Linked DNA regions of Triticum aestivum: region 1 is linked to region 2. Evidence: chromatin contacts called from public Hi-C data. All regions are on one chromosome and are shown on one strand. Each heading gives the region's core, a stretch centred on a gene start, on an enhancer-like site or on the middle of the called end of the contact. The rest is flanking DNA. Distances are from core to core; before and after follow the strand shown. Region 1 holds the start of LOC123043693 (CBL-interacting protein kinase 2). Region 2 has its middle 61 kb from the start of LOC123043693.

Evidence for each region. Hi-C and Micro-C count contacts between places; a contact is called where the count stands out from the background.
Region 1: a Hi-C map of leaf shows a contact between it and region 2, with 4 times the contacts expected there. The contact joins the promoter of LOC123043693 here to the enhancer-like site in region 2. A contact is called at or near these places in 4 of 5 Hi-C or Micro-C datasets (leaf and an unstated tissue).

The regions. Positions count from the first base shown.
Region 1 is chr2B:99,438,178-99,441,022 of IWGSC CS RefSeq v2.1, forward strand. LOC123043693 (CBL-interacting protein kinase 2) reads left to right here and starts at 1,437. Exons shown (of 2, transcript XM_044466224.1): 1 at 1,437-1,832; 2 at 2,627-2,845.
Region 2 is chr2B:99,376,996-99,380,080 of IWGSC CS RefSeq v2.1, forward strand. No RefSeq gene overlaps it. Among protein-coding and RNA genes, the nearest start is that of LOC123043693, 61 kb to the right of the region's middle. Within about 2 kb of position 1,371, at least 1 of the 8 cell types and tissues checked has an H3K27ac peak or open chromatin away from gene starts, as enhancers often do. A contact at or near this core is called in leaf, where this site is marked.

The sequences.
Region 1 (2,845 bases), core at 187-2,686, 61 kb after region 2:
AATGCCACTATTCTAAGCAAGCCCACACCTTTACGAGCGTGGGAGAGGATCGGACGTCCCAATTTCCACTGGTTTTGTACGTTTGTTGGTCCTGACCGTGACGCTTTTTCGTGCCTAACTTAGCCGGGACGATGGGAGGTGGGCTTTTACAGCCGGGCACGAGGAGGCGCCCTGTTTTTTTGAAAGCAAGGCGCCGTGTTTTGCTTTGGCCTCTTCCTCCCTCTCGCTTTCCTTCCTCCTGCGCGCACCGCTGATACGAAGCGCTGAGCGGTCTGCACATGGCTGGACCGATTCGTGCGTGCTCGATCTCTCCCACGTGCTACGTAAACCTCAGTGGCAGAATTTCCTTTGGAGATTACTAAGGCGCAACGGCACTGGCGGAGCTAGGTAGGAACTGCTGGGGGGCCAAGGCTAAATCGTGGGTGTTTGAGAGTGTAAACTGCTAAAAAATTCTCATCTAAGCCCTTTCCTTAAAAAAAAATCTTCATAGTTTGGTCCAAAATTGGGGGGGCCACAGCACCCCCAGACTTACACATAGCTCCGCCACTGCGCAACGGGCCGTACGAGCCCATGTTAGCCATGGCATCACCGTGACCTGCATGCCGCCGATCGGACGGCGCGGGGCCGCGTCGGGCCGTAGCACGTCGCAGCGAACGTTGATGTTGTACATTGCTCATCTTTTATTCATTTATTATACTCCCTCCTTCCATCTATATAGGGCCTAATGCGTTTTTTAAGACCGCCTTTGACTATTGACAAGATTAATAGTACATGACATACACAATGTGAAAATTATATCACTGAAAGCTCCTTTCACACACGAATTTAACGATGTGCTTTGTGTAAGTTGCATGTCATATATTATTGATCTAATATTTGATCAAAATTAGCCTTAAAAACGCATTAGGTCCTATATAGATGAAAGGAGGGAGTATTACTCTTCTTACGGGCAAATCTTGCGCTAGTAATTACTTTCGATTTCGCCATTCACCATTAGTACTACTCCCCGCTGCTTCAATCTCGAAGCTGGCAGATCGCCATCTAGCTCGATCTGCGCCATTGACGCTCGCTCCGGCCAGCTAGAGCTCTACTGCAAAATCTACAAGAATTTACAGCCGGGGGTCCATCAAAAAGATCTTTCCCTGTGACCCTACAATTATGGAGAGCACCATGACGCACGTAAAACGAGGACCGGGCACGGGATCCATGCATATGAAACCCGGTTCGTTGGCCGAACGGGACGGACGGCGGAGAGCGGCCGTGGGGCTGTGGGAGGGTGCAGCGGGCCGATCTAATTTGGTCCGTCCGTCCGTCCGTCCGTCGCAGCAGCGGACAGGCCAGCGCATTATTGGCGGGCCCCGCGGGGGCGTAATTTTACCGGCCCACAGCGGCGGGCGGTGGGTGGGGGCGGAGGAATATCTCTCTCCCCCTCTCCCCCTCTCTCTCTCTGCGAGAACGGATCCATCCATCCCTAGCGGGCGGGGCGCGGGGGGTTGGCCGCCGCGGCGCGTATAAAACGGAGCCGCCTCTCAAGCTTAACCTTTCGCCGCACAACACACTCCCGCACCCCGCATCAGGCTCTAGAAAAAGGAAGAAGAAACAAACTCAGCCTCCCACCCCAACCAGCTCTCTCGGGCAAATCTGCTACGACTCCGCCGTCCCCCAGCCCCGCCGCCCACGCATCCGCCTCCTCCCTCCCTCCCCTAGCCCGACCCCGCCGGCCTCCTCGTCTCGCGAGCGCCGCCGGTTCTTCGCGGCGGAAGGGAAGGGATCTACTCCGCCGCCGCGGCTGCTGCCGCGGTTCCGTTCGCGTCGCGAGCCGCCGGGATCTGGTACGGACTCGCTCACGCCCTTCTCCCTGTTTTTGTCCTTGTTCCGGTGCAGTCCGTATGTACGGTAGTGGTTCATCTGCGACTGCGTGTGCGCGAAACATGTCGTCTAGGGGGCTCGTCGGTTTGGTGCGTGTGCGGTCTCCGAAACAACTTCTCCTCAGGAGTTCGCAGTAGATTTCTATCTACATACAGAGTAGAGATAATCGTTCTCCTTCTCCTGCTGTTCGTTCGTGCGAGTTACCTAATTTGCTACTTGGTTGGTTAGATGCGCGTTTCCGGATGCTGTCTCTTCTGTTTTGGCAGTGAGAAAGTTTTGGCGTGATAGGTTGGTTATTATGCGCGGAGAGAAACAGATCCATCAGCTAGGTGCCATACAAGTTTGGACACCCGCATCTGGTTGCAGTTTACACCACTCTTAATAATCCGGCTAAGGGACGCATCTGGTTGGAGTTTACACGCCTCTTAATCCGGCTAAGGGACGCATCTGATGGCAGTTTAGACCCCTCTTAATCCGGCTAAGGGACGCATCTGATGGCAGTTTAGACCCCTCTTAATCCGGCTAAGGGACGCAAGTTAGCCTTTCGTTCGTTTCCGACTTTCTATGGTATGATATGCTTGTGGTCCTGTATGCGGAAGAGATTTATTTTCCCATCTTCTGCATATAGAACAATCTTCTAATTTCGGAATTTTTTCCGTCTTCTGCATATAGAAGAATCTTCTAGTTTCGGAATGGTTTGTCTTCACTACAGATTGCTCTATGGCTAACGTTATGCTTTTACTTTCTTGATTGACAGTACCTGGATTTCAGCAAGGAGGAAACATCTTAGGGAATGCAGAAAGATGTGTTTGCATGCTAGAGAGCTACCTTGCGAGGGAATCGGCAGGGTAGCCGCCCCTGTATCTGCTTTGATTGACCTTGATGACACCGCTTCACAGCAGCACACAACACACCTCTTCTTCCATGTGCTTCTGCACAATGGGGTTCGACGTGGCATCTCAACCATCATCTTAGA
Region 2 (3,085 bases), core at 121-2,620:
CTTCCAGTACGTGGGATCCAAGCATCGTGATGTATGTTAATTTTTCACGCCATCTCCTATCCTCCAGACCAGTCCTTCTCTTAGCAAATCCCTTCTGTGTAAAATGCTCTGGAACGTATATGAGCCGGATGATGGGCAAGTAGCGGACATTATCGAACTATCAGAGAAGTAGCGTGCCCTAAGCACTCTTGCACACAGGGAGGATGGGACTTGCAAGATGCGCCAAGCCTGCTTAGCCAACAAAGCTTGGTTGAAAGCATCAGGATCGCGAAAACCCATTCCTCCTTCTCGTTTGCTAGCACACATTTTCTTCCAAGCAATCCAATGAACCTTCTGTTCACCATTCATTGCGCCCCACCAGAATTTCGAGGAAATTGAGGTCAGGTTCCGGTACATCTTCTTTGAGAGGCAAAAACAACTCATGGTGTGGGTTGGTGTCGATTGGAGCCCAGATTTTATGAGAACTTCTCTTGCTGCTATGGATAGCCCTTGCCCTTTCCATCCGCTAACTTTTCCTTTCGAGCTCTCTGTTACATGCTTAAACATCCCATCTTTGGATCTCCCAACCTGTGTTGGTAGCCCGAGATAACGCTCACTTAAAGCTTCAGACCGAATGCCAATAACTTGCATGATTTGCTCCTTGGACTCGTCCTGGCTGCCTTTACCGAAGAAAACCGAGGACTTCTACAAGTTAACTTTCTGCCCCGAAGCCTTTTCATACTTTGTTAGGATCTCTCTCAGTGCCTCCATGCTCTCCATAGTGCCCTTGAGGAAGACAATGCAAGAGACCGATCGGTCCACATTTCCTGGGAACCGAGAAAACAAAAACACCGAAGCACCGAACCGTTCGGTTCGGGGGAACCGAATGCCCACCCCTATGCGCAGCAGCACAGATGCGAGGGCGGCTTGCACCCACCTCCGTTCGTCTGCCATGAACAATCAACCGCGAGCCCCTTGCGCGGCTACCGCGCCTTGGAACTAACCCGGCTGGAAGACGGCGACAGTGTCGAAAAGAAAAGGCTTGACAACGACTTCATCGGTCCTGGAGGGGACAAATTGAGTGTGGCCGCAACTGCGGCAGCGGCACTTTCTAGGCGTCACCGCGTCATGGGGGAAAGCACCGCGGACGACGGAGGAAGCAACACAGGGCCTTCACCCTTCGGCGGCGAGCGCTCGAGGGAGACGTGAGTGCCATGTGTGACAAGAATTGTAGAGAGACTTTAACCAACAACGAGAGCTCCAAGTTTTGGAATCTCACTCCAATTATGCATATCCTTCTGATTGGCTTGACCAGGCAAAACTATTGTGTAGGTAGCGGCTAGCGTGGGTTTGCAGTCACTGGACGCGTCCCGTTCACCCTGGGGGGAGAGAGTCCAGGTGTGGCCGATGGCGCGGTGAAAATATAGCTCCCGGTGACCACGACGTAAGATGGTCCTTCTCTAGCTTCATTTTCGAAGTAGGGCATGGCTATGCGCGCGTCACTCTCTCCTTGGTCTCTAGTATATCTTTCGTGGTGTAGAATCTCCCGCGAAGAATGGATCTCATTCGCGGTATATCTTGCACGTACGTCGTGTCCATCCATTCGCAAGCAAAAACACCACTTTATCTGTTTTTTGAATGAAAACAAATAACGCCTGGAAATTGGTTAGCATATGTGCAAAAATTCATCTTGGTCTTCCGTAAAAACACCCCGTGCGTCTAGCATTTTTGGTTGGGCACCACTACTCCTAGTGCCAAAAACATTTTCTTATTTGTTGGTTATTAAAAAAACACTAAGATATTCACACCTATAGTAATCTACATGTAGGTTGAACTGATACTTATTTTATAAAATAATTCTAATGAATGCGGCCATTGCTAAAATAAGGTCTGGTCAAGTTTGTATATATTTGAATTAGTTTTTTCTAACCCTATTGCTTGCTATTTTGTACTCAGTGTTGTTGTTGTTTTTTTTTTTGCGGAGAAACTCAGTGTTGTTTTTTGAATAGACTTTTTGCGATGGTAAAGAACACCCCAATCATTTCACACACACACAAAAACAAATTTGCAAGCATGATTTTGTTTGTATTACTAGGAACTTTTTAGGAATATTTACAGCCAAATGCTTGTTTGACTATATATGTAGTTGCATGCAAAATATGCAGTGTCGTGTCACTAATTCCAACTCTCATGCATTCGTGCATGCAAGCCATGTTGCATGCCACGTAAACCTCCCGGGCCCGACGTTCTCAATCATGCATCGCATGCACGCGCGACATGATACGTGCAATTATTTTTCTCTATTATTACGAAGAGACAGGAGGTGCGTATCGTGTACAATGATACACCAGATGAACAGTCGATGTTCGTTCAACAAGCGGCAAGCCATGCATCCAGACGTCTCACATGTGCATCTCCATCGTAGTCTAATGATCGGCATCAACAGCTACGTACGGCACCATTATGGACATTAGGCGTGACGGCTTTTGCAACCGGGTGAATCAACACGGCGGATTAGGCATCGTGAATTCATGACCAGTGAGTGATACCCTTGGCACTTTACTCTTCTAGGCTCGAGGAAGCCACCAGCTGGACGACAGGTGTAGTTTAGGATACCATGTCAGGAACATCGTCACGTTGCATCCACGGGAGTGTGTTGGTTCCGTTGGTTCGCGCCAAAAGCAACCGGGTACACTAGCTAGTCTGGGGCAAGCGCTCATGATTCGACATTTTTCTAAGCTTCATAATTCATGGTAGTATTGAATTGTTAAACTTGTACTCCTTGTTTGTGAAGATATTATGAAGTAGAATATTCAAATGATACTACTTTGTAAAGTTGTTTGACAACCATTCGCCACTAGCTAAGCTAAATAAATCTACTTTTGATGCGGGAGTTTCACGAGACCAATTGTTTGCGCAAAAGCGTACATGTGCTCGTCAGCTCATGGTCTTGTGGGTGACATGCAGGTAGGGGCGATATTGCTACACTCCAAGTGAACCACCCCATGGTGACGATAATAACAATAATCCAAGTAAAGTGCGCCTTTACTAGTGTGGCAACTTGCACGTTTGATTTTTCTTGTTAGTGCCGATCGAGCACGAGTCC